Regions from separate parts of the Mus musculus genome. Here all the other regions are linked to region 2. The links are chromatin contacts, called in public HiChIP or PLAC-seq, capture Hi-C and promoter capture Hi-C maps. All regions are on one chromosome and are shown on one strand. Each heading gives the region's core, a stretch centred on a gene start, on an enhancer-like site or on the middle of the called end of the contact. The rest is flanking DNA. Distances are from core to core; before and after follow the strand shown.

What was found. Promoter capture Hi-C pulls out the DNA fragments that hold promoters and counts their contacts. HiChIP or PLAC-seq counts read pairs in DNA pulled down with a chosen protein or histone mark. Capture Hi-C pulls out chosen DNA fragments and counts their contacts.
Region 1: a contact with region 2 is called in a promoter capture Hi-C map of embryonic stem cells, with 6 times the contacts expected there. The contact joins the promoter of Mypop here to the promoter of Ppp5c in region 2. A contact is called at or near these places in 8 of 39 promoter capture datasets (3T3-L1-derived adipocytes, the C10 cell line, embryonic stem cells and 3 more), 2 of 484 Hi-C or Micro-C datasets (B cells and LSK cells), 11 of 115 datasets of contacts at active chromatin or transcription factors (Th17 cells, astrocytes, embryonic forebrain and 6 more) and 2 of 9 other capture datasets (liver and macrophages).
Region 3: an H3K27ac HiChIP or PLAC-seq map of epiblast stem cells shows a contact between it and region 2, with 11 times the contacts expected there. The contact joins the enhancer-like site here to the promoter of Ppp5c in region 2. A contact is called at or near these places in 2 of 39 promoter capture datasets (both in embryonic stem cells) and 3 of 115 datasets of contacts at active chromatin or transcription factors (the NIH/3T3 cell line, embryonic stem cells and epiblast stem cells).
Region 4: a contact with region 2 is called in an H3K27ac HiChIP or PLAC-seq map of epiblast stem cells, with 16 times the contacts expected there. The contact joins the promoter of Pglyrp1 here to the promoter of Ppp5c in region 2. A contact is called at or near these places in 7 of 39 promoter capture datasets (the 3T3-L1 cell line, the C10 cell line, embryonic stem cells and 3 more), 2 of 484 Hi-C or Micro-C datasets (embryonic stem cells and myocytes), 7 of 115 datasets of contacts at active chromatin or transcription factors (bone marrow-derived macrophages, embryonic stem cells, epiblast stem cells and 3 more) and 1 of 9 other capture datasets (adipose tissue).
Region 5: an H3K27ac HiChIP or PLAC-seq map of embryonic stem cells shows a contact between it and region 2, with 17 times the contacts expected there. The contact joins the promoter of Ccdc61 here to the promoter of Ppp5c in region 2. A contact is called at or near these places in 2 of 39 promoter capture datasets (embryonic stem cells and neural stem cells), 1 of 484 Hi-C or Micro-C datasets (myocytes), 11 of 115 datasets of contacts at active chromatin or transcription factors (acute myeloid leukemia, astrocytes, bone marrow-derived macrophages and 3 more) and 3 of 9 other capture datasets (adipose tissue, embryonic stem cells and liver).
Region 6: a capture Hi-C map of macrophages shows a contact between it and region 2, with 5 times the contacts expected there. The contact joins the promoter of Nop53 here to the promoter of Ppp5c in region 2. A contact is called at or near these places in 2 of 39 promoter capture datasets (cranial neural crest and hippocampal neurons), 1 of 484 Hi-C or Micro-C datasets (B cells), 1 of 115 datasets of contacts at active chromatin or transcription factors (astrocytes) and 1 of 9 other capture datasets (macrophages).

What each region holds. Positions count from the first base shown.
Region 1 is chr7:18,988,067-18,992,506 of GRCm38.p6, forward strand. Mypop (Myb-related transcription factor, partner of profilin) reads left to right here and starts at 3,179. Exons shown (of 3, transcript NM_145579.3): 1 at 3,179-3,288; 2 at 3,766-4,440. The coding sequence starts at 4,044. It overlaps Nanos2 (nanos C2HC-type zinc finger 2), which reads left to right. Exons shown (of 1, transcript NM_194064.2): 1 at 1-896.
Region 2 is chr7:17,024,986-17,029,485 of GRCm38.p6, forward strand. It overlaps Ppp5c (protein phosphatase 5, catalytic subunit), which reads right to left and starts at 2,929. Exons shown (of 13, transcript NM_011155.2): 1 at 2,708-2,929. The coding sequence starts at 2,828.
Region 3 is chr7:18,856,078-18,860,218 of GRCm38.p6, forward strand. It overlaps Mill2 (MHC I like leukocyte 2), which reads left to right. Exons shown (of 6, transcript NM_153761.3): 3 at 1-126; 4 at 329-604; 5 at 2,064-2,342; 6 at 2,447-2,576. The coding sequence ends at 2,550. Among named protein-coding and RNA genes, the nearest start is that of Mill2, 18 kb to the left of the region's middle. Within about 2 kb of position 2,729, at least 92 of the 459 cell types and tissues checked have an H3K27ac peak or open chromatin away from gene starts, as enhancers often do. A contact at or near this core is called in the NIH/3T3 cell line and epiblast stem cells, where this site is marked.
Region 4 is chr7:18,881,920-18,886,145 of GRCm38.p6, forward strand. Pglyrp1 (peptidoglycan recognition protein 1) reads left to right here and starts at 2,771. Exons shown (of 3, transcript NM_009402.2): 1 at 2,771-3,054. The coding sequence starts at 2,807.
Region 5 is chr7:18,909,126-18,913,825 of GRCm38.p6, forward strand. It overlaps Ccdc61 (coiled-coil domain containing 61), which reads right to left and starts at 1,279. Exons shown (of 14, transcript NM_001033314.3): 1 at 1,008-1,279.
Region 6 is chr7:15,942,789-15,947,406 of GRCm38.p6, forward strand. It overlaps Nop53 (NOP53 ribosome biogenesis factor), which reads right to left and starts at 3,320. Exons shown (of 13, transcript NM_133831.3): 1 at 3,042-3,320; 2 at 2,502-2,566; 3 at 1-109. The coding sequence starts at 3,265. Gm24576 (a long non-coding RNA gene) reads left to right here and starts at 3,305. Exons shown (of 2, transcript XR_391165.4): 1 at 3,305-3,512; 2 at 3,673-4,618. It also overlaps a transcript of Ehd2 not described here.

The sequences.
Region 1 (4,440 bases), core at 1,929-4,428, 2.0 Mb after region 2:
GACCCTAGTCCCCTCTGCTCTGCTCACCCAGCCCGCTGGAGGTCCCCCGATCTCAACGTTTTCTGTGCCTTCAGGATCCTGAAACACTGGGAAATGCTGGCAGCCCAGACTGTGTGTCTCAGACATTCCTGGTACTGTGAGAACCCTTCTCCATGGACCGTGTGAGTCTTGGTGGTTTCTTTTGGATTGTGAGGGCCTGGTGATGACTTCTCGGTTCCTCTCTAAAGATCCCTTGGGGGGGAGGGGTCCTTGGATTTGCTATCCTATAGAGTCAGTGTGCTCTGACAGGCCAGTCTTCAGAACCTGGGGACAGTGCCAGAGACTGATCCTGATCGTCACTGCCAAGAAGTGGATGTTGGTACTGACTATGAGACCATCCATCTATCTTCACCTTTTTTCAGCATCTGCAGACTCAAACTTCTCCATGGACCATTCACGTTCAGCTCCTTAGTTCCTTGAACATGGCCATGTCCATCAGGAATAAGAGGAAGGTTACAGGAACTAGAGGAGGGTTGGGACCCTCTGGGAAGGCTGCCAGACCTTTGTAACTTCAGACTGCCTCGGGTGAGCAGAAGCCCACAGATTTCACTTCATCACTAACCATGGTTCACTCTATTCCTGCCCCCAGCCCCACTCGTTGATGGATCCCTGACTCCCGGTGGGTGAGAGACATTCTCTCTCTTCTACCCATCCAATATAGTTGAGTGTGTTACGTCAGTGTGTGTCCCATGGTGAGAAGAGTCTGAGACCTCATGGGACTGATGACTGCTTAGGTTTTAATTTTAGGGGCAGAGAAGAATGCCAGTTGGGTTTTATGCTATCTAGGAGGTTGGCTTGGAAATGGGATGAGGGTGGAGGAGGGGTGTCTGCTGCTGAATAAAGCGTTGTTAGTCTACTGTCTTTGAATTCCATTGGCCAAGTTAGTGGGCGGGTGCCTTTGGGTGCTGGGAGAGAGAGCACAAGAGGGAACTGAAGGGCCGCCTAAAACCCTGGGAACCGTAAGAGGGGCAGGAGGGGGTCCAGAACTGCCGCCCAGACCTATCTCATATTGTCTTCCAACACAAGTCGTCTGACTGGGAACAGGTTCCCAAATAATTCTCAGCCTCCACCTAGACACTTTTAAAATTAAAAATAGAGGAAAAAAAAGTGTGGAAAGGCAAGTTGTGGGTGTATGCCTTTAATTCTAGCATTCGGGAGGCAGAGACAGGTAGATCTCTCTTATCAATTCAAGGCCAGCCTAGTCTACAGAGTTGCAGGACAGTCAGGGCTACACAGAGAAACCCTGTCTTAAAAAGAGGGAGGAGGGCTGGAGAGAGGGGGTACAACATCCAGACAATAGTCAAATAATTCAAGGGAGTCCACTTTCTACCACGTGGGGACTGAACTCAGGTCACAAGCTTAGTGGCAAGCGCCTTTCACCCATTGGGCCATCTCAACAGTCCCTTGAGTCCTCCCTCCCTCCCTCCCTTCTCTTTTTTTTCCTCTTTACCGGAGATTGAACCTAGGGCTCTATAGTTCTGGTCACCCATGGGTTCCCTTCCATCTTGTGAGACTAGGAACTACTAGGTCTGAGTTTTGATAGATTTTAAACTTTGGGCTCCCTATCACAAAACGGTTAGGGGAAAAAAAAGTATAAGCCAGCATCGGGGAGTAGCAGCACCCCTTTAATCCCAGAACTCCAGAGTCAGAAGCAGGTGGACCCAGCTGCAAGATCCTCTCAACCACGGCACCAGCACCCACATGCATATACATAATTAAAACCCAATCTTAGGCCGGTGGTAGTGTGGCTGGCCTTTAATAAGTCCCCAAACTCTTGAGGCAGGCCGATCTCAGTGATTTCGGGGTCATCCTCCACCACAGCGCTAGTTCCAGGACAATCAAGGTTACAAAAACAAACAAACAAAAAACCCCGTATCTCAAAAACAAAAAGGAACCAACCACACACACCCACACCAAAAAGAAAAAAAAAAGAAAAAGAAATTTTCTCCCTTTTATGTATATGAGTGTTTTGCCTGCTTGTATGTTTGTCCACCATGTCCATGCCTGGTGCCAGCAGAGGGCAACAGTGCTGGAGCTAAGGATGGTTATGAGCCCCCGCCTTTGGATACAGAGATCCTAACTCTGGTGTTCCCGGGAGAGATGGTAACTGCTGAGCTCCAGCCCTCCCTCTCTGCTTCGGGTCTTAATACAAATGTCATCTTTTCCTTATGTGTAATGTCCGCACATATCCTGTCTTTTTTCTAGCCTCGCTGGTGACTGCAGAGATACTGCTGCATGTTCAATGCCAGCTTGGGATACTTAGTAAGATGCCCTCAGAAACAATTTTTTGGTAGTGAACACAATTTGCCTTTTATATGGATATGTGAGAGCTTATGTGTAACTGTCGGAAAGATGAACGAAGCGCCGTTTACCCAATGACCTTGAAACTGCGGGCACTGAAAATTTTCACCCTGCCATCCGGCCATCCAGTTCATTCAAGTGGTGCTCTCGAATCACTCCTGCTCTGCGCTTTTCTAGGATCGCCATCCCCACCCTTCAAGAAATTCCTGCCTTTGAACTCCCTCTCCGAGCCATGACGTCAAATTGTGGACAGGGGGCCTCCCAGGCACCATTGGGAGGTTGCTGGGTTGCTATGGTTACCGCCTCTGCATGGGCGGGGAATATTTCCAGGTGCCCCGCCTCAGTCCGTAGGAGGTAGTTTCCGAGTGGTCCTGCGCAGAGGAGGGATTGGGCGTGGGCAAGGTTTCCTAACGCCCCCAGCCCCCACCCACGCAGTTGTCATGGAAATGAAGCTCTTCTCCCCTTTCTCAAAATAAGACTTTGCTTAGTAGGCTAAAGGACTACTCAAAGGGAAGAAACTCCGCTTGGTCCTAGCGCTCTCTTCAGCATCTCTCTCTCTACTGCGCCCGCACTGGGATTTAGTCCTGGGTACCATCGCAGGCAAGGTGCCAGTGACACGCATGCGCGCTGTAGGTTTGCACATGCGCAATTGAGCACCAGAGCCCAGGGAACCTACTTCAGCGCTAAATGTGCGGCTGCGCAGCTGTGTCCTTCTGGTAAAGCAAGGCGACGGGAAGTTCTGCGCTTGCGCAGTGCTGGGAGACACGGCTCAGAGAACGCAGCTCTGTCAGGGTATCTGGAGACCGCGTTCGCCCGGCGCGCATGCGTCTTGGCTCTCAATGCTACTGGGGGCGGGGCCCAGAGGGGGAGGGAGAAGTAGGGGGGGAGGGAAGAGGCCGCAGAAGCCGAAGCCCTGACCCACCGGCAGGCAGGGGCTGCGGCGGCACGGTGAGTGACCCGCGGCCCAACTGGGGTCCCCATCCTCTGTGCTCCATCACTCTTCCTGGAGTCCAAAAAAAGCCTCGGGGGTCCCCCCTCTTATCTCGGACCCCCGTTATCTCCACAACTCCCCTTCTTTCCCCAGCAATCCCAGCACCCCCATAATCCCTGCAGACCCTCAGCTTTAATATTTTGCCGTCTTAACTAGAAGGTTCCATTTCATCTTTATTCTTGGACATCCTCTCTCAGGGACCCTAGAACTGACACCCACTACCCTGGGAACCCCCAGCGCTCCTCTCTGATCTGGATGCCCCGTCTGCTGCATTGCCCAGTTGGCATCACTTCCCAGCATCATGCATGTTCGACCCCCTGGGCATCCCCGTTACTCTTGCCCTGTCCTGTTCTACTGCGCCCCCGTTCTCCTCTAACTCCTGCTGTGGCACCCTTTTCCCTTCCACTTTTGCTCATTTCCCTCCATCCTTCCAGACCGTCCGTCCCCCCAGTACCCATCAACTCCTCCGCGAGGCACTAGCGGCCGCGTGAAGCACAAGATGGGCACTGGGCGGGTGTCACCTACGAGGAAGCACCTTTGATTGCATTCAGCACCTCGCCGCTCCCATCACCACTTTTGCACAGGGGACCAGAGGAGCCCGTGTCGGGGCGACACGGGGACACCGAGCCACCGCCAGCGCTGTTCGCCCTTTGCCCGCAGAGCCGGCGCCCCCCATGCGCCAGGCAGCCGATCGGTGGCGTCTGGGGGCGCCATGGCCTCGGCGACCGCGGCGGCGGCGCCGGGCGAAGCGGAGGAGACCACCCGACTCCGCAAGCCGCGCTTCTCCTTCGAGGAGAACCAGATCCTGATCCGAGAGGTGCGCGCCCACTACCCTCAGCTCTACGGCGCGCAGAGCCGTCGGGTGAGCGTGGCCGAGCGGCGGCGAGTGTGGGACAGCATCGCCACCAAAATCAACGGCATCACCAGCTGGAAACGCACGGGCCAGGAGGTTCAGAAGCGTTGGAACGACTTCAAGCGCCGCACCAAGGAGAAGCTGGCCCGCGTGCCGCATTCCACGCAGGGCGCGGGGCCCGCCGCTGAGGACGCCTTCTCTGCGGAGGAGGAGACTATTTTCGCCATCCTGGGACCGGGTGTGGCGGGGCCGGGGG
Region 2 (4,500 bases), core at 1,679-4,178:
TGGGCAAGAAGTTTCACTGTGAGGTGGCTTCCTCTATAAACCAAAGTGGCTGCTCTCTGCCACCCCCAATGCCCCAGGCAGGGTTCAGCTCAGGAGTGCCTGGCCACCACAGGTTTAATGAAAGCTAGCTGCAATTATTCTTTTTATTGGTATCCTTACTTATAGCCTGAGCCTGGGGCTCTGTGCTTGCCACTGCCTGCCCACAGCAGCGGGAGGCCTGGATCAGGAAGGGTGCTCCTTCAAGTCAGCTCCAGGCCAGGCCCCTCTGGCTGCCTGCCCAGCCCTAAGTTCCTGGGAGCCCAAACCTCAGGACCTGGGAGGCAGGGGTGAGGGTGAAGGGTCCTTCCCGATGGCTAACTCCTTCCCCTACCTGTCCTCTGCAGCAGTAGCCCAGTTTCTGGATGATCTTTTCAGGACCCAAGGAAAGATGGCCGCGCCTTCTTCCAACCAGTACATAGCTGGGCCTAGTCAACTGGTGCTGGTGGCCTCCAACCTTCCAAACCTTGCAAGCCAGGCTTACCGTCCTGATAGGATCTCTCACACTCATTAACTTCCCTCCCTTCTAGCAGCCCCACCCCGCCCTAAGCCCCGTTCTTTAGAAGGCATGAATCTGGACCAGCTTTAGCTCTCCAGGGCCTCTGCTGACAGCTCAAGTCCCCTCCCACCTTCTATGTGTAGCTGCATCCTAACCCTTCTAACCACCTCCACTTCTGCCCCACTCCCTAGTGCCAGGCTCCACTCACCTTAGCCACCTGCTCCCCTCCCCGTCTCTGGGCAGCCAGCCTCAGTTCCTCCCACTAGCCTGGTCAAAGGCTCCACCCCTCACCTGTCTTCCCTTCCAGTCTCCTCTCTCCAGCCTGGCCTTTGAATCCAGTCTCTGAACAGCAAGGAGGACCAGTACCCAAAGTAACTGGACCACTCTCCTAAAACCCCTCCACAGCTCCAAGCCACCGTTAGGATGACACCTATAAAACCACTCAGCCCCCGAAGGCTCTAACTCTGGCCTCACCTCTCTCCTTGGTCTTCACAATCCTCCCACCTCCACCTCCAGAGAGCTGGGATGACAGGCAAGCACCATGTCTGGGCTTATCCCCATGGGGGGTGGGCACCTTTCCCCAAGGACTCTAAATCCTTCTCACCTTCCCCCACCTCCTCCAGATCTGTTACAGCTGGGTCTGTTTCTCTTTTGGGCCATAGCTGAAAAAGCATCCCTAGGACCCCCACCTACTCCCTCTTGCCATCTGCCCCCAATTCTCCATTCCCTTTCAGAACCGAGACACTTGTGCCTGTTGGTCTCCAATTCCTCACTTGCCTTCACCAGCCAGGGTCTTCTGGGCTGGCAGCCTCTTTATCATCTACAACTGCTGTTAACGTCACCGCGTTCCTCTGGGAGCAAAAGCTCTGATGGACAGTGCCTGGGGCTAGGTGATCAGGCACGTGGCTTTCTTTCCGGAAGAACCTTGTTTTCTTAGCCTGTGGCACCTTTCCTGGTTTCTCTTCCACCTCAGTCACTTCTCCTCAGTAGCCCCTTTTCCGCTGTAAACATGAAAACTCCATCCTAGGTTCTCTCTAGATCCCACTCTCTGGTGACTTCATCCATTCCCAGGGCACCTCCAACCATAGGCTGGTTACACTCAAAATTTTCTCCAGTCCAGACTGGTCCCATCTACCCACTCAATGTCCCTTTTCGGACAGCGAAGGAAACCCAAAACTCATCTTTGTGACGAATTCAGATTTTGCATGCTCTGTCCCCTTATCTTAATCTTCTCTTGTATCAGTCTTCCCCTCGTACCCCCAGTTTCCTCAAACTCCAGCCAAGCCAGTCTGTTTTCAATCACTCTCCACCCCAGGGTCTTCACACAAACTCAGTGGTCAGGACCCACGTGTAAAACTCCTTGTCAATTCGCCTCAAAAAGCCTCTTTCTCCAGGCACTCCCGACCTCACCATCGAAAGCAGACTCTAAGCTGTATTTCCTGTGTTGTCACCTTGACCCAAAGTGATCATCACAAGTTTGCAATGATTGGTTCTGCTTAAATCCGAGTCATGTGTTGCATTCATCGCTGCAGCCTCAGAGCCAAGCACAGGCCGTGTAGCACATGACACTTATTTAATACAAGTGTACTGAAAGAATGAATGAACGGAGACATGTCCTCCCACATGGCACTCTTAGCCCAAGATCACCCTATTCGTTCCTGCTCCACCTCTCCACCCTACTCGTTTCCTTGGATCACCCCAAATCGCCTTCCAATATAATTATCTACCTCCATCCCCATAATTCCCTTCTCTATTGGGCCTTCTCTTCTCGGTCATACTCATCTCAGGCCTCCCCACTCGGCAGCGCCATCACTGCCCTAAACACATGTCACTATTTGGTAGCGCCCTCTTCAGGTCTGACCACCATTTAGCACCTCTGTCCAGGTCTCACATTTGGTAGCACTCACATGTCGGCCCCCTGCTTTTCCCCTATCGTGTAGCAGCGCCTGCCTCAGTCTCCCCAGTGAGTGGCTTCTGCTTGGTATCCACTTCTCAGCAGCTCTCCCCAGTCTGTCGTCCAGCCTGAGCCTCCTCCTCGCGCCTGGCTACTCTGTAGTGCTTGCCCGGCGCCCAGGCTGCCGCTCCGCGTTGCCATGGTTCCCCGCCGGGCCTGGCACCCCCACAGCCTGGGCCGCTGTCCACCCTCCCTCACCCCGTCCGGGCCGGGCGCACCTTTGAAGTAGTCGTTGGCCTGTGTCTTGAGCTCCTCTGCCCGCTTCAGAGTGCCATCGGCCGGGGGTTCGTCCCGGGGGGTCTCAGCACACTCAGTCCGCTCGCCCTCCGCCATCGCCATGCCGCAAAGCGACCCCCACCCTGGCAACGGCCGCTCGCGGCACCAGGCCGAACCGTCGCGAAGGAGTGCCGAGTGACCGCCGCCGCTGCCGCACAAGTGTCGTAAAGCGCGGGCCCCAAAGGCACTCCTGACGCGCCTGCGCGGCGTCCCCCCCAACTTCCCCCCCCCCCCGCCCCCGCCCCCAGAGCGCCGGGAGGACAAGGTGACCAGAGGGTATCCAGACCGTACTTGTACTTGTAGAAGTAGCCAATCAGAAAGGAGAGAAGGGGCCTTGTGGATGGGGGCAGGCCGGGAGGGCGCCTACTCCCAAAGTTGCGAGGCTGCAAAAGTTTCTTGGAGATCCCGGCTTCCTTTAGGGTTGGTGATTGGGTTGCGTTGCCTCCGGCGGGTGGGGCTGCTTTCAAACCAGCACCCTGCCCAACCCGGAGTTTGCTCTGGAGCTGGGTGCTGCCAATTACTCGTGTGACCTTGAACAAGTTTATCTCTTGTCTCCTCAGTAACCCTTTTGGAAAATGGGTAGTTTCTCAAGCAAACAAAATAAAACTTGAACGTTGCAAATCAAGGCTCTTTTTGAATTATTAACAAGGCATCCCGATCTTCAAGTCTTGACAAGTCTCAATTGTACCATGTTTGTTCCGAGCCCAACAGCATCCTTATTAATTTATTTTATTTTTTTATTTTGAGATAGGATTTAATTATGCAACCCTGGCTAGCCTGGAACTTGCTATATAAACCAGGCTGGCCTTGAATTCAAAGACCCAGCTGCCTGTACCTCCCAAGTGTTGGGATTAAAGCTTTGCATCATCATGTCAAGTCCTAGAAAAAACCTTTTAAAGGGTCATGGATGTAGCTCAGTTGGTAGAGTACTTGTCTAGAGTGCTCCAGGCTTGAGTTCCAATTCCAGCACTATATAAATCAGGCTGAAAGGTGCACCTCAGTAATTTGAAGGCTTGATAGGTGGAGGCAACAGTATCAGAATTTCAGGTTCAAGGCCAGCCTGGGATACCTGAGACGCTGTTCCGAATACAAACAACCACACCAAAGGGATTTTTTTTTTTCTTCCGAGACAGGGTTTCTCTGTGTAGCCCTGGCTGTCCTGGAACTCACTCTGTAGACCAGGCTGGCCTTGAACTCAGAAATTCGCCTAACTCTGCCTCCCAAGTGCTGGGATTAAAGGCGTGTGCCACAACACCCCAGCCCCAAAGGGATCTTTTAAATGACACTGTTGCTGCTTGCATTTCCTGTGCCTGGATCAGAGCTTCAGCCTCCTCTGATGCTTGCGTTCATCCTCCCTCCTCCAGTTTACCTTCCATATGGCAGTCAGAGGCATCTTGCTGGAATACTGTAAAACTGGCACCCGCCGCAGCCTTCCATGGCTCCCCAGCTCCCTCGTGAGACAACCCAAACTCTTTCTGAGAAGCCACGGGTAGTCTAGCCTCCAGTAACATCTTCAGACCCCACTGTGTATCTTCCTATTCTAGTCTTTAAGTCCTCAATCTAGACACTAACACTATATATAAGTGCTTTAAGGCTGTGTATCAGCCTCACCTCCCCCGCTCCACCCCTGACTACAACTAACAATCACTCTGGAAAATCGATGTTGGTACACATGTCCATTTGACGTGTGTCCACAGGCATCAACGTATTCCTGAAGAGTCTGACTGAGAGTGAA
Region 3 (4,141 bases), core at 1,479-3,978, 1.8 Mb after region 2:
GATGCTGGATTAAGGGCCATGGGGGAAATGAGACCTGTGCAAGAGAGACTAACAATCTGTTGAAGGTGGAAGAGAAACTCAGGGGGATGATGGCTGAGGTTATAAACCAGAAGAGTCAGGAGGAAGGTAAGTGTGGAGAGCCAGAGGTACACAAATCCCATCTATGATCCCTAAGCCATGATTCTGGGCAGGGCACAGCCAAACTGAATTGAGTAAAGCAACAATGTTTTCAAGGGGCAGAGCACTGGATAGTCCCTTCTAGGCTGAAGTCTCAGGGAGTGAGGTCCAGGGACAAGAAGGTAACGAGTTCCTGCCTGGGGCGGGCCAGGCCTTCACACTCTCCAGGCAACTTTGGGCTGTGAGCTTCTGAGTAATGGGAGCACTAGAGGCTTCTGGCACCTGGGCTATGATGGGCAGAACTTCCTCACCTTTGACCAGAAGACTCTCACGTGGACAGTGGATGGACCCTCCACCCAGCAGAACAAGATGTTCTGGAAGACACATGCACCCAGAGCTGATCTAGTTAAGACATTCTTGGATGATATATGTCCTGCTCACCTCCAGAGATACCTCGCTTCCTTGAGAAACGGTCTGCAGGATACAGGTACTGACAAGGGGCTCTGTCTCTCCATTAGCTTCTTTCCCTGGGATGTTCTGAATCTAGAAGGAGACAAAGCTAGTTATGAACAATTGGGCTTGGATGGTAAGATGTTTGATCAGAGTTAAGACAGGACAGAAGGATCCAGCCATGGAGCCGGACTACAGATTCAAACGCAAGCTACCCAACCCATGTTCCATATCCAAGGTCCTTCTCCTGAAGCTTAGCTCTTTGTTTTTGTTTTTTAAGATTTATTTATTTATTTAATGTATATGAGTACTCTGTCTTCATGCACACCAGAAGAAAGCATCAGATACCATTACAGAGTCACCATGTGGTTGCTGGGAATTAAACTCAGGACCTCTGGAAGAGCAGCCAGTGCTCTTAACCACTGAGCCATCTCTCCAGCCCCTCTGCTTTGTTTGAGAAAGTTTTCTGTTTTTGAGACAAGGCTACATAGCCAAGGTCAAACTCCAGGTCCTGCATTTGCCTCTTGAATGCTTGGATCACAGGTATGCACAGCTCTGCAAGGTCCTTTAAGGTGACAGTCAAAGTTGTTCCTTGGCTAAATCTCATTCATGATTTTAAAAAAAGGAGAAGGAGAGGAGAGGGACAGGGAGAGGAAGGGGGAGGGGGAAGGGAGAAGGAAGAGAGGGAGAAGGAGGAGAGGGGGGAGAGAGAGGGAGAGAGAGGGGGAAAGGGAGAGGGAGAGAGAGAGGGAAAGGGAGAGGGGGAGAGGGGAGGAGAGGGGGGAGAGAGGGAGAAGGAGAGAGAGAGAGAGGGAGAGGGGGGAGAAAGGGGGAGAGGGGAGAAAGGGGAAGAGAGGGGAAGAGGGAGAGGGGGAGAGAGGGGGAGAGGGAGGAGAGGGAGGAGAGGGAGGAGAGGGAGGAGAGGGAGGAGAGGGAGGAGAGGGAGGAGAGGGAGGAGAGGGAGGAGAGGGAGGAGAGGGAGGAGAGGGGGAGGGAGAGAGGGAGGAGAGGGAGAAGAAGAGGGAGAGAGAGAGAGAGAGAGAAAGAGAAGAGAGAGAGAGAGAGAAAGAATTCCCCCTTGAAATGGTTAGGGTAGACAGTGAAAATGCTGTTAACCAAAAATCCTCATGAGCAAGTCCAAGGGTCAAGCCAAGAGGCAAAGAATTAGAGTTACAGTTTGGCAGCACCTCTCTGTCTCCTGGAGTGCATGACACCAGCTTTGTGGTACAAAGATTGTCAGCCATTTGTCGATTAGAGAAGACCACTGTCCCTACAAAGTCATCTACTCATGTACTAGAAGGCTGATCATCTGACCTCATGCAGTCCCCTGGCAGACAAGGGCCTGCTACCTTCCAGTATTCAGGCATCACTGGAGCTGTGTGCTGTACTCCCCGCACTTACCTAGGGGTGGGGAGAGGCACATATGCACATTGTGGTTGTGTAGTTTCTGCCCTCCGCATCCCACCACTCAGCAGCTCTTTCTCATCTTCTCCCAGGACCCCCAATGGTAACTGTGACCTGCAGGAACTATCCAGTAGGTAGGGTCACACTGACATGCCGGGCTTTTAATCTGTATACCCGTGAGGCCACCCTGGTCTGGCTTCAGGATGGGAAGCCAGTACAGCAGAAAACCTTCAGATCTGAGACCATCCTGCCCAGCGGGGATGGGACCTACCAGGCCCGGGTGTCCATTCGGGTTCTTCCTGGACAGGAACCACAGTTCAGCTGCAACCTGAGGCATGGCAACCATAGCATCATGCAGACAGCTGTCTCTGGTGAGAAAATGGGGCAACCACCCACCTCAGGGGTTGGGAGACAAGAGCAGGAAGGACCCATAGGACACACAATGACCACGCACTTCATGGCGGGCTGGTTACAGGGCATGCTGCTGAGGACAGTCAGGATGTTGCTAGCTCTGCTACAGCTTCAGCTGGATCTGCACTCCCTGTTGTATTGGCGGTGGCACTGGCCAGAGCCAACTGAATCCAGAACACAAAGGACAGGACCAGGTAAGGAACTCCTGCTGGGGAGGTCTGGTTTTCCTTCTAGCCTGTGCCTGGAGACAGCTATTTTTCCTTCTCTTCTTTGATGCTGCAGTTAGGAGGGAAATGAGTGAGATTCTTCCTGCATTAGTCACATCCTGGAGGCTGCAGAGAAGCCAGGCCAGGCAGAAGGGTGGTGTCAATCAAAAACAAACAACCCAGCTCTCACAATGAGGGGAATAGAATATGGTTATCCTGCAGCCAAATATGCCTAAGACCTGGAAACACAGATTTGTTTCCACTAATACCAGTGCAGTCATGATCTGATGAAACGTTTATTGTAGTAGGACAGAGAAAACCATCAATCAAGATCATTTTCAAATACATTAGTGGAAACACCAGGGGTTCCAGCAAAGAGGGGCATGAATCTCATGCCATCCTTTAGCATTCCGGATGGTAGAGGCTATGGATCCCTTGATACATTTTAAAGGTTTCAGCAGCTTGTCACAAGGATAGCAGGTCACAGTCAGAAATGGACAAAAAGGGCTAAAGATAGCCTCAGAATAATCTTTGATATTCTAACTACTGACAATCAGGAAGTTCACATCAGTCCATTGGACTTCAGCATGGCTACATCTGTGTGTGTGTGTGTGTGTGTGTGTGTGTGTGTGTGTGTGTGTGGTATATGTGTATGTGTGTATATGTATTGTATATGTGTCTGTGTGTGCTGTGTGCTGTGTCTATCTGTCTCTGTGGTACATATGGTATGTGTTTCTATGTATGTATAGTATATGTATGTGTATATGAATAGTGTGTGTGTGTTTGTATCTGTGTGTGTGTAAAGTATGTGTCTGTGTATATATGGTATATGTATGGTATATGAGTACATATGTGGTATGTGTGTGTATGGTATATGTGTGTAGTATATTGTGGGGCAGTGGACTGTGCCAGGACACTTGGTAAGGTTGAGTGGGTTCAGAAACCCTGGAACCCTCAGGCCTGAGGATGGTAGGTAGTTCACATATTCCTGACTAGGTCTCTGTCACATGACCACAGCACCCCATGGAGAGGACCATGACAATCAGTCACATAGGGATAAGACCGGAAGCCGCTCCACATGCAGATGGGGCATCCCTAACATCTAAGATCAAGCCAATAGAAAGCATTTGTTCTTAGACCCCAACCCACCCCAAAATATATATAAGACCCCGTGATGGTTTGTATATTCTTGGACCAGGGAGTGGCACCATTTGGAGGTGTGGCCTTGTTGGAATAGGTGTGACCTGGTTGGAATAGGTGTGTCACTGTGGGTGTGGGCTTAAGACCCTCATCCTAGTTGCCTGGAAGTCAGTCTTCCACTAGCAGCCTTTGGATAAAGACGTAGAACTCTCAGCTCTGCCTGCGCCATGCCTGCCTGGATACTGCCATGCTCCCACCTTGATGATAAGGGACTGAACCTCTGAACCTGTATGCCAGCCCCAATTAAATGTTTTTTATAAGACTTGCCTTAGTCATGGTGTCTATTCACGGCAGTAAAGCCCTGACTAAGACAGACCCTGTATATAATAAGACTGTGTGCTTTCAGTTTGGCA
Region 4 (4,226 bases), core at 1,521-4,020, 1.9 Mb after region 2:
CAAGAGTTCAAAGTCAGCCTCAGCTAGTCAGCAGATATGAAACCAGGCTGGAATGCCTGAGATTCTGCCTCAAAAACAAATAACTGCTAGGCACAGTCCTTCAATCCCAGCATACAAAGGCAGGCAGGTATCTGTGAGTCTGAGGTAGCAAGATTCAGGCCAACCAGGGCTACACAGTGATACAAAGCCTCAAACAGGAGCAATAAACAGCCTCAGAAGCATGCTTAGAGTCCTCTGTCCCCACGTGGAGGAACAATCTCTCATCAAGTGCTGGGAGCCCTGCCCCACATTGTCTCCAGGTCACGTAGCTCTGCCAAGCAGGTCCCCACAGACCCAGGGCTCCCCCCACCCGAGTCCAGGCTCTGTGCATTGTCCTGCCTAATACTCCTCCCTAGGGCATGCCACACAGGCAAGATTTTCTGTTTCACAAGGGCCCTTTCTCTTGAGCCTGCCAGAGGGGATGGAAGAACACTGTCCGCTGTGGACAAGCCATGAATCTAAATCTTTCTTTAACACCTCTTGTTCCCTCTCCCCATGTATCCAGGACCACAGGTGAGTGATGCACCACACATAACACGTACCCAGCAGTTACTAGGAGACTGGATGGATGTACAGTCCGACACCATGGAGCTCTTCCCTGGCAGCTGTGTGTGTGTGTGTGTGAGACAGACAGACAGACAGTCTTGAGTGCAAGTGGTCAAGAGACCAGGAGAGGAGGTCGGATGCCCTGGAGCTGGACTTACTGGACTTACAGGCCCGAGTGCCTGCCATGGGTGCTGGAAGCAGACTCCCCTTCCCGAGCAGCCCATGCTCCTGAGCACTGAGCCATCTCTCCTGCCCCTCTTAGCATTATCTTACGCAGAGTCACTGCTATTGCGATTTCCACTCCCTCCCACCTGGATTTCGCTGTCTCAGCATGTATCTGGCCCTGTGTGATCAAAGCTCAGATCTGAGCTGGCCTTTTCTGAGTGTCATTACACTAGTAATACTTTTTTTTTTAAAGATTTATTTATTTTATGTAAGTACACTGTAGCTGTCTTCAGACACACCAGAAGAGAGCATCAGATCTCATTACAGAAGGTTATGAGCCACCATGTGGTTGCTGGGAATTGAACTCAGGACCTCTGGAAGAGCAGTCAGTGCTCTTAACCTCTGAGCCGTCTCTCCAGCCTCCGCTACTAATCCTCTTCAGTCACTTATCAGCTTCTTACAGTGCTGCAAATGCCTCACTGTTGCTGTGCTCCCCTTATTCCAGATGTGTCCGATTACCATCAAAACCCGTACCTTCTTGCTACACCTGAACATGCTAAGCATGTACAGCCTACTCTGCTCCCGGGGACCCTGTAAACTGCCAAAGAGAAGAGCCTCAAGAAGCCTTAGTTTTAATATTACAAAGCAGAACTTTGGGCATATCTCAGTGGTAGAGCCCCTGCCTAGAATCCCCCAATGAGGGGCTGGGGGCGTGGCTCAGTGGTAGAGCCCCTGCCTAGAATCCCCCAGTGAGGGGCTGGGGCATAGGTCAGTAGTAAAGTGCTTACCTTCCAAGCACAGGCCCTGAGTTCCATCTGTAGCATGACCATAAATAAATAAATAAATAAATAAATAAATAAATAAATAAATAAATAAATAAATTTATTTACTTTTGAGCAAACAGATTTACTGAAGATCCCTGGAGAATGTGAGAGGCCCCAAGGGAGGAATACCCAAATCCATTCAAAGTGAAAGCAAAGAGCAAGGCTGTCTGTCCTGAATCCCCATGTGTGGTGAGAGGCATGGGAATGGGAGTCTGACTGGGACAGAAGCCCAGGGACAGCTCTCCACAAGACCTGAATGAATGTGACCCTCTGCACCCAGTGTCACTTCTCTCCAGAGCAGAACTGCGATGGTCACCATGCAAACAGGAGCTGGCCTGAAGGTGTAGTAGTGACACATGACACAATGTGCCAGACATCCAAGGGCTGAAACCCAGTTCTCTCTGATCAACTCTGGGGGTCAGAAGCCCTGTTACCAACTCCATACTGCAGTCACACAAACGGGCACCAAGAGGTTAAGAAGTTAGTGTGGGCTCACACAGTAGAAAATGGCTGGAGTTCGGATGCAGGCACCCTGGCTGATTCAGACACTGGACAGGAAGCACTACTGCCTGCCGTTTCTTGGGAAGCGACTTCCAGTCTCCAAACATTTTCCTCTGCTGTGCAATGGGCATCCACACACTTAGCCTCCTGTCCTGCCCCGTAGGGTTGAGCATCCTCAGACTTGGACCCTGTGGGATCTGCAGCCAGGTGCAGAGGCTGTGCACACCTGTAACTTCAGTACTTGGGGTGTGGAGACAAGAGGAGCAGGAGCTGAAGGTCATCCTTGGCTAAACAGAGTTCAAAGTCATCCTAAGCTATGTGAGACACTCATACAGGAATACATTCTTAAAAGGAACTTTTGTTAGCCCCACCTGCAGGAAGTAAGTTTGTGCCAAAGCCCTGGGCCCCTTACCTATGCAAGTTCCTGTTAGGTTACACCATCCCCCACTGAGATCTAAGCCTTGGAAACCCCAGGAAACAACTGAATGTCCAGTCCTTTGTGCCCTTCCTGATGAGAGAGCCTCTCTCCCCACCTACTGACACTTAGCAAAGGCTCCATCACGGCCCCACCTCTGGTTAAAGGAGGAAGCTGGGTCTGGGTCGGAAAGTCCCGCCCAGGTGTGAAGCAAGCCCTTCCTCTGCCCACACCCTTCACCATGCCCAGAAGATAAAGTACACAGGATGAGGGCCAGCTCATACACAGCCCTGCAGTCCTGTGCGGCACGTCCAGCATGTTGTTTGCCTGTGCTCTCCTTGCCCTCCTGGGTCTGGCAACCTCCTGCAGTTTCATCGTGCCCCGCAGTGAGTGGAGGGCCCTGCCATCCGAGTGCTCTAGCCGCCTGGGGCACCCAGTTCGCTACGTGGTGATCTCACACACAGCCGGCAGCTTCTGCAACAGCCCGGACTCCTGTGAACAGCAGGCCCGCAATGTGCAGCATTACCACAAGAATGAGCTGGGCTGGTGCGATGTAGCCTACAAGTGAGTATGGAGTGGGCTGAAGGAGGTCGACCACACCTTCCAACCCTCCTGGTGCTGGATCTGCAATCTCCTGTGGGTGCTGAGGCTTTCTCCCCTGTAAGAGGGGACAGGAGCTGCTTCACATACAAGGTGACTTTCATATGTATCTTTCCTAAAGGCCTAGGCCTTGCCAGGACAACACCAGGCTGAGCCTTGCACCAAGTGAGTGGGCATATTGCAAGGCAGGACCAGGGAAACAGATGCTCAGGGCCCAGCTTCCTCTTCTGCAAAGGTCAACGGTATTATGGCCCCTAATACCCAATACCCAGGAAACTGGCTAGCATATGGCAGGAGCCCCAAAGCTATGGGCTAATGTCTCCTGTGTGCCAGAGTTCTAGATGGGAGCATTGCTTGAAGCATATCACGATAGCCCTGTGTGCATAAAGACAGAAAAAGATGTGTTTGGGGTGGACCAAGAACCCACTGGCTCCGTGTGTAAAGGTGTTTCCTAGCAAGTACAACAACCTGAGTTCTAACTCAGGCAGAAGGAGAAAACTGACTATTGATGGACTGATGGTGTCCGTGACACCTACGCATGCATCACATACACGCATCTCTCACTCACACACACATACACACACACACACACACACACACACACACACATGCTTTAGGGGGGAGGGCTTTGATAGGCACAGTATTGATGCCTGTAATCCCAGCAGTTGGAAGGATAAGGAAAGAGGATTGCAAAAAAAAAAAAAAAAAAAAAAAAAGAGGATTGCTGTGAGTTCAAGGCTACCCTGGGCTTCTCAGCAAAATCTTATCTCCAATAAGGGTGGATGGAGGTGGGGGGAAATAGGTGAGAGAGATGTCAGATCCCTAGGTAAGGGACGGCTTCCTGTGGCTTTGATGTGGCTCTAGAAGAGGCAGAAGGAAGCTAGGGATTGGGGTGTCCGGCACAGAGGCAAGTCCTAGGAGGTTCCTTCAGCCAAAGATGGGGTGGGAAGGGAGGGAGGGGGCACGGACGCAAAGGTCATGGTGAGTATTGCGGTCAAACAGTATCCACACAGAAGGTTCTGGGTGAGGGACAGGCATAGATCGACCCAGGTGTTAGTAGGCTCCCACTGGCTGGCCACAAAGGTCTGCTTAGATTGATCCGTCACACCTGCTTTTCAGTGTCACAGGCCGGGGTG
Region 5 (4,700 bases), core at 29-2,528, 1.9 Mb after region 2:
TCCTGCTGTGTAAACCCAAAGAGCGGAGCTTGACCCCTAGAATCCACAGAAAGGTGGAAGGAGAGAACCAACCCAGTGTTGTTGTCCGACCTCCACAGCCACAGCCATATAGCTGGTCCTTGCTACTTTGTGGGTTCTTTCCCCCAGGCTTTATCTCCCATTTTCACCCCCTAAATACTAGATAGGAGAGAAAACAAGGATAGAGGGGAAGAGAGGAATTAGGAAAACCCCTGAATCTAATTTCTTTCCTTTTGTTTCTTCTTCGACCGTGACTACTAACAAACCACAACCAACCTTCCTAAATGACCAACAACCCTGCACACATGCACATACACATACAGGCACACATGCTTCTTGGGGGCCCTAACATTTATATGCTCTCTAAAATGTTCCCAAAATTCCAAATGTCACACAATCGAAAAAAAAATTATCTGCAGCTGGCAAAAACACACTTCTGCTAGAGCAAGCGGCAAATCATAGTAAGCTGAGAACTGTCCAAAACAGGTACACCTGGGATTAAAATGAAAACATATTCTTATAATATTTCTGTGTTTTTTAAAGGAACCAAAATTCCAAAGCTGTCACTACACACCCATCCTGTGATATGAATCCCCCTCCCATCACACACTTGTGTGAACACACAATAATTTCTATGCGTTCAAGGAAAAAAGGCGAGACACTGTCTCAAAAACAAAACATAAGACTCGTTCCCGACCTCGGCAGCAGTGGTAGAACTATTGACTAACATTTCAAAGTTTGTCATCTAGCACTGCAAAGAAAGCGAGAATTAAAAGTGATTTCACGACAAATAACTTGCTCAGAGCCTGCACACAGTAAACGCCTCTGGTCCGTAGGGTAGGAACACACCCTCAACCCTGGAACCTCAACCCTGCCTTGTCTTCACCTGCCTCCATCCTCCAAACCAACTCAAGTTCAGAACCTACGGCATCTCGAGGACACCCCCTCCGCACCTCGTGGGGTGTAATATATATAAAATAAAACTCTACCTTACAAGCTCTAGTGCAGTATTCGGTAAGGGTTCTCTAAGTTCTAGCCGCGTATCTCGCGAGCGACAACATGATGCATTAAAGACCCCGTGAAATCTCCAGCTTGCATAGGTTCTGGCGTCCACCTGCGTGAAAGAATCGGTGCTCTGGGGACTCCCCACTGCCCGCGCCTGCAGCCCGCGCCTGGAGCCCGCGCCCACACCCGCGTACTCGCTCTTCACCTCCACGGACTCGATCTTCACGAGCGGTTCAACCGCCGAAGTTTCAGCTCCGCCCACATCCGGCCTTCTCACTTCTGATTGGTCTGATCTTACAGGCAGCCATGTTTCCATAAGTCAAAAGCGACGCCCGTCACTCTGTCCCGCCCCCATGGGAGAACCCGCCTTCCGAAGTTTACAATTGGTCTATTTGGAAGAGGCGTTACTAACACGTGTGGGGAGACCTCCGAGGTTTACAGTCTGTTTCTAGTGATTATTGGGTAGATATTCTGCCAATCATAAGAAAAAGGTGGTCCCTTGGAGTAGAAGGAGGATCCCGGAAATAGCATTTTTACTCCGCCTACCACACCCACCACCCCCAGCAAGGCAGGCCTCGCCCACAGAGAAGGAAGGGGCTGACTAGAGTGTGGAACTTGCTCAGAGGAAGGTCCGAGCCTTCAAGTCAGGAGGCTTAGAGGATATTCTCAACTGTAAGGACAGCCTAAGTATACCCTGATCGGTTTGCTAGACTTGGCTTTGTCAGTGCATGCATGACAAAACCTCAAGTGGCCCAAGCTAGTCTCCTATGCATCCTTGAACTCCTGATCCTCCTGCCTCCACCTTCCCGGTACTGAGATTACTGGAGTTGTACCACCATGCCTGGCATGGCACTGGCTTCATTAAAGCTCAACACAGCAAAGTAGGAGTTATTTTTTAATAGTTTTAGATTTATTTATTTTATATGTGTGAGTTTTATGCCTGCGTGTATGCCTGTGCACGACGCGTGTGCCTGGTGCCTGCAGAGGTCGGAAGACGGCGTCAGGAGCCTCGGACTGTAGTTACAAATGGTTGTGAAGCACCTTAGGGATGCTGGAAACTGAGCTCCAGGCCCTTTAGAAGAGCAGCCAGTGCTCTTTTTCTTTCTTTTCTTTCTCCCCAACCTCCTGAAGTTGTCTTGAGACATATCTCACGCTATAGCTTTGGCTAGCCTGAATTTCACTACGTAGATCAGGTTGTCCTCGAAGTCACCGAGACCCCCATGCCTCTGCCTCTACCTCCTGAGTTCTGGGATTAAAGGCACATACACCATGGCATCAGGCTAGAGGAGTTTACTTATTTATTAGATGACACTTTGTGTGTGTGTGTGTGTGTGTGTGTGTGTGTGTTAGGGTGCATGTGCCACGACCACAGCATCTGTAACCCTATTCCTAACAAAACAAGAACAGGATACCAAGCTTTCACTAGCCAGCCTGCCTAGCCACTCAGTGAGCTCCTGGTTCAATGAGAGATCCTGTTCTCAAAAATTAAGGTGTGGAGACCTTGAGGAAGATTGCAATATTCACCTCTGATCTGTGCAAGGGCAGACAAAGGCTCAGTGGGAGAGCCCCTGCCTAGAATCCCCCAGTGATGGGCTGGGGGCGTGGCTCAGTGGTAGAACCCCTGCCTAGAATCCCCCAGTGAGGGGCTAGGGTGTGGCTCAGTGGTAGAGCCCCTGCCTAGAATCCCCCAGTGAGGGGCTGGGGGCGTGGCTCAGTGGTAGAGCCCCTGCCTAGAATCCCCCAGTGAGGGGCTGGGGTGTGGCTCAGTGGTAGAGCCCCTGCCTAGAATCCCCCAGTGAAGGGCTGGGGGCATGGCTCAGTGGTAGAGCCCCTGCCTAGAATCCCCCAGTGAGGGGCTGGAGGGTGTGGCTCAGTGGTAGAGAAAGCTGCAAAGAAGATTCTGACCCCAGACTAGATGCCTGGAAGACACAGAAACCAGCCAAGTTGCCTGGAAAGGTTTAGACCACAGTCACTTGGAAAGAACATCCTCCAACATGCTGAGCTGCCTACAGGCTGTTCAGTGTGCTCCAGGATCCCAGCTTTGATGACCTGTCACCCATACTGAAGTGGGCTTTTTCGTGATGTAGCTGTCTTTGAGTCATTTCTGCTCTTATAAGTAACCCTAATTAGATTCATTGTTCACCAAGTTAGACTTTGGTGGTATCGGTACTTAGACCTATCATGGGTTTCCTATCTAGGGTGAGTAGATATGTGTGTTACATTTCCCTAGGAAAAGTTTTCTCACAGAACATATTCACATGCACACAGTTGTGTACTAATACCACATACATACATACATATATACATATACAATATTATTCTTATATTGATGAATATCTTGAATATTGATATGTTATTCTACAGCAATAGAATACTCACATAACCCAGCAATTCTATCCCCAGGTTTGCACCCAAGAAAACTGAAAACAGATGGACAAATATTGATATATGAATGTTCACCACAGCAATATTTATCGCAGCCACAATATGTAAAGAGCCTGAACAGCCATCAAAGGATGAACAAGTGGACAATATGTGATATATCTTTACAATGGAATAGTATTAAGTCATAAAAATAGAATACTGATATATACCTCAGCATGGCTGAATCTTAAAAACATGATGCTATGTGAGTGATGTCACACACAGAAAAGGTCACATGATCTATGAGTCCATTACATGGCATGTCTAGAGCAAGCAAGTCCATAGAGACAATCAGGGGGTTATTGGTGCCAGGTACTACAGGAAGCCAGTGCTAAAAATGCCTTAGAACTAGGTAAAGATTGTGACTGAACAGCATTGTAAATGTGATCCAATGCTTCTGGCTCATGCACTTCAAGATGATTAACTTCATGTTATATAAAATTTCACCTCAATAAAACAATTTTAAGCAAAGGACTAAGGAATAACTCGAATGAGAAGCAATGGTGGCTTTTACAGAGGTGGATGCAGTGGAGATGGGCAAGAGTGGTTAGAATCTGCATGTGTTCTCAAGGTAGCAGTGGCAAAATTCACTGATGGACCGAATGGTGCACGTGGAAGGGAGGGAATGAGGAGAGTCTACAGTGATTCTGAAGGGGTTTTGAATCAGGAAAGTAGCTGTCAAGATGAAATTTCCACTTAGTAAGATGAGAGGAAGCTAGATGGCTGGGCAGATCAGGGAGACAGGCTGTGGAAATGCTGGGGCTGTCTAGCAGACTTCCACTGGAATAGCAGGGAGTAAAGTGAAGATTACAGTTCAGGAGTGAGGTCCAGCCAAGAGTGGGGGGTGGGAGAGAAAGGAAGCTAATCAAAGATATATTGGCTAGATTACATAGATGATAGATAATAGACTATAGAGACTATGTTAATACATGTGACAGGTGAGACAGACTGATGGTAAATGATAGCTAAGAGAATAGATAGATGATAGATGGGATAGGTTATAGATGATCGATAGATGACAGATTATATAGCAGATACAGGAGATAATTGATGGTAGAATATATAATAGATAGAGATAAATAAGTAGACAAGTGTATAGAAGAGAGAGATTAGAAAGATGGATGGAGACCCTAGAATGGAAAGATAGGTGCATGGGTAGATGGGTGGGTGGGTGGGTGGATGGATAGGTGGATGGGTAGGTGGGTGGGTGGATAAGTTGGGTGGGTGGATGGGTGGGTGGGTAGGTGGGTGGG
Region 6 (4,618 bases), core at 2,070-4,569, 1.1 Mb before region 2:
TCTTTGGGAGCAGGGATCTTAGAATGATTCTCAAGGGCAAGGTCAACCCGTAAGGGTTTCTGGAGACGCTGTGACTTCTTCTGGACCAAGGTCCTCTTCTTTCTTGGTTCTGCAGGGGACAAAGAGGGGAAGAGACTTTACCTTAGGCCTCCTTCCCTCCCTTCATAAACCAATCCCCAACTTCAGGTCAACCAGGGCCTGATGGCCTTCAACCTAGGTAACACAGCCTAAGGTTCCCAGACTGACCCTGTTCACCTACAAGGGAAGATCCTAGATTAAGAACCCAGAGTCCCAAGCCGGGCGTGGTGGCGCACACCTTTAATCCCAGCACTTGGGAGGCAGACGCAGGCTGGTCTCTGAATTCGAGGCCAGCCTGGTCTACAGAGTGAGTTCCAAGACAGCCAGGGCTACAAAGAGAAACCCCATCTCGAAAAAACCAAAAAAGAAAACCCAAAAAAGAACCCAGACTCCCAGATCCGATCCACCACAGCCTCGGCAAGCAGGAGATAGGCCTTGTGATGGGGACTAAGTCCCCACAGACCTATCTGGAAGGACTCATAGACAAAGCAGGGAAAGGACCTCAGAACTAACAGGGAAGAAAGAGGGCAGGCACCCAGGAGGACTGAGACGCAGGCTGTGGCCCTCTCTTAGCACTCTGCTTTCTACTTTCCAAAGCCCATCAGGAGAACATCAGATGCTGCAGAACCCACTAAGGAGGCCGAGTACAGTGGTGCACACCTGTAACACTAAAGCTCTGGAGACCGAGGCAGGAGGATTGAGTCTTTGGCCAGCCTGAGCTAAACAGAGAGAACCTAATTCCAAAAAGTTAACAGGACACAGGAATACCTGAGGAACACACACAAGGCCCCGGGTTCCACCGAGCACTGAAAATAATAAAAGCAGCAGCAACAAGCCACAAAAAGCTGAATACTGAACTGCAGGATGGTGCAGAGGCAGAGGCAGAGGCACGGCTCTAGCTACCAAGCCTGGCAACCTGAGGCCAATCCCAGGATCATGGGGGAAGAACTGACTCAGACATGGTACCCTCCAGCCACACACATGCCAGGGCACATCCTAGATGGTGTGCGCTCATTCAAGCACATGCACACCCTAACTAGAAATGAATGTAAAAACAAAAAGTGAACGCTAGCTTCTTTTATGGATAAAACGCTATAGGTTGGCCAGTTGGCTCCTACCTGTAATCCAAGCACTTGGGAGGCTGAGGTAGGAGGACGTTAAGTTCCAGGCCAGCCTGGGCCACACCGTGACCTTTTAGGTAGCCTACGTACAGAAGAAGACCTTGTCTCAAAACAAAAACAAAGCATAGCTATTACTGAATCAAAAATGAACATAACTCAGAATGATAAACGCCATGTTTCCCCTTGCACACAGAACCTAGATTTAAAACTCCATGACCTGGCCTGAGTGGGGCAGATGGAACCCATTACCTTAGATGTTAACGTCCCCGGGTCCCCACACAGCTTCCCTGGGTTCTCCCGACCTTGTCAAGAAGGTTTTCATGAACAGGACCCCTTGACTCACATCGTGCATACTAAAGTGCCTGGCTGCTGGCAAAGCTGCCAGCTTGTTCTGCAAAGCCACTGGCTGTCCTGCTGGACCAGGCACTGGCTTGTTTTCAGTACCTGCTGAACCAGGCTTCCCATTTTAAGTGTTTTTCTGCCTCCTTGGTGAAAACCCCACTCAGCAAAGCAATCCCTAACTTGCCCTTATTTTCATGTCCCAGCAGGTCCCAGCCCAAGTTCTGCTGGAGTAAAGCCATCTTGCCAAGACATGTTTCCTTCCTCCTGGCTAAAAGAGATCCTCTTGTTCTCTCTGTTTTGAGACAAGGTCTCATTGTGTAGGCCTGGCTGTCCTGGAGCTCACTATGTAGACCAGGCTGGCCTGCAACTCAGAGAAATTAACGTTGTGGGTTATCATGCTTGCTATCATATTCTTTGGGGAAGGGGGACAAAAAAAAAAAAAGCTGAATGATACAGCTCAATAAAACCAAACAAAAATGAACAACAGGTCACCTTTCTTAATCATCTCAAGCTTGTTTCAAAGCCATTCAAAGTAATTCTTTATACTAAAGACTGCCCCTTCTAGTCTCCAGTGGTAAAGCATACCTTTATTTCCAGCACTCAGGAGGCAGAGGCAAGCAGATCTAAGTTTGAGGCCAATATGGTATACATGGTAAGACTGTGGTGATGAACCACACCCAGCACTGACTCGGGGAGGCAGGGACAGGTGGATTTCTGAGTTCAAGGCCAGCCTGGTCTACAGAGTGAGTTCCAGGACAGCCAGGGATACACAGAGAAACCCTGTCTCGATCCCCCCTCCCCTCCAAACTTGTGATCAAGACTGTTTCCAAAATGAGAGAGAGAGAAAGAGAGAGAGAGTGTGTGTGTGTGCTTTGCTTTAAATTATGTCATCAATGCAGATCTCACGGGTGCAAGACTCAGAGAACCACCAGCACACAACTTCATAAGAGCACTCCTCACCTTTTCTCTTGAATCCTGTGTCCACGAAGAAGAGCTTTTCGTTTGGGGCCTCTGCCAACAAGCCACTGAAGGATAAAAATGCAGACTATTTGCCAAAGTAATGCTGGAAAGATAACAGACCCTTAGGGGTCTAACTTTTTGGGCCCATCCCAACTCTTCCTCAAACCATGGGCTACACCTGGAGCTTTCACACAGAATTTAAAATGTACCACGATGGGGTGAACGTACTTTATTCTCTTTCACTTGAAATTCAAACTCTGTAGCAAAAGGTTTTAATGCCAGCACTCCGGCGGCAGAGGAAACTTGAGTTCGGAGCCAGGCTTGTCTACATACCGAGTGCCAGGTCGTCCTACATAGTGAGGCCCTGTTTCAAATTTTAAAAAAAACTAGGGGAAAACTTAAACTTTGTTGGGATTTTCGCACGCTTATTTGTTAAAGATACTATTGATAGGTCTCCCACACCGAGCCGGGATGCCCGGTCCGTCTAGCACCAGGTCGCAAAGCGCACGGCCACGCCACCGGAAGTCCCGCCCCACGTACCCGGTCGTGCGCTCCTGTAGCCGGACGTCTTCCAGGAACTGGTCGACCTCTAACCCCAGCGGCTCCTCGGCGAGCCTCCTCCAGCCGCGCTTCTTGTTTCTGGGGCCCCGCCGCCGCCGCCTCAGAGCGGGATCCACCGAGGTCGGCCGCAGCCCCAGGAAGCCAGAGTCCGCCTGGCTTCTCGAGCCGCGCTTCTCACCGTCCCTGTTACCACCCGCAGCCATCTTCTTAAAGGAAGAGCTTAGTCGCTCTAACTCCGATATCCGGTTTGGAACGTGCGCGTCTCGAGTGACGTAATATGACGCACTTCCTGTTTGCGACCATCTTGATAAAGCGTAGTTTTTACATAGAGAGTTTTACGTCTTGGCAAAAGGATAAATCATCACGTTCAGTCTCTTCTTATTTTAAAAATGTTCGAGCCGGGCGTGGTGACGCACGCCTTTAATCCCAGCACTCGGGAGGCAGAGGCAGGTGGATTTCTGAGTTCGAGGCCAGCCTGGTCTACAGACTGAGTTCCAGGACAGCCAGGGCTACACAGAGAAACCCTGTCTTGAAAAAACAAAACAACAACAACAAAAGGCAGGGTTTCTTTGTGTAGCCTAGCTGTCTGTTAACTCACTCTGTAGACCAGGCTGACCTCGAATTCAGAGATTCGACCTGCAATTTCGGGTTGGTAGGGAGTAGGCTATGTGGATTCTTGGTTCTCACTCTGAGTAATTTACCTTACCCGGTATCATAAAATTTTACTCAAACCATTTTGTTAGTTATACAAGTTTTTTGTTTGCTTGCTTGCTTGCTTGCTTTCTTGGTTTGGTTTTTCGGGAGAGGGTTTCTCTGTATAACCCTGGCTGTCCTGGAACTCACTCTGTAGACCAGTTTCATACGTGCCTTGCCATTTTTGCTTCCCTTTGCCTTCTCACTCCTACTGAACTACCCTTCTTTCCCCCAAATGCCCTCCTCCCTTGTGTCTTTGTAGTTTTGTGACGTACTGGATTTACTAGGATTTTTTGTACCAGCAATGAGTGAAGAGTTAGTTACTAGATCAGAGGCAACTGACCAGTGTGTATGCCATTGAAGGACACCCCTCCTTCCCAAATAGTAACTGCCAAGGGACGGAGTCCAGTCAAATTTTCTTTAACTCTTTTTATTAAAGAAGATGCTGGGTGTGGGGCTGCCAAGATACCTCAGTAGAGAAAGGCTGTTGCTGCCAAGCCTCAGATTAATCCTCATAACCCATATGTTGGAAAAAGCCAATACCTGCAAGCTGTTTGTTCTTGACCTTCACAAGGTATGCTGTGGTGGCATATATGCTTACACGCCGTTATGAAATATAATGTGGCAAGGGAGTATTTTTGGAGGGCCTGGCCAAGGTGTACCCCTGAGAAGTTACACCATAAAACAGACCTAGTGTAAAGGTTTATTGGGGGGAACGCAAGAGTACTGTGGGACTTGGTGAAGGGACAGAGGCAGACAAGTGGACAGATAGACAGGCAGACAGATGGGGGGCAGAATCATGAGGGCAGAGAGAGGGGACAGAGAAGGAGAGGGAACATTGGTGGTGGAGATCAGAGAGAGAG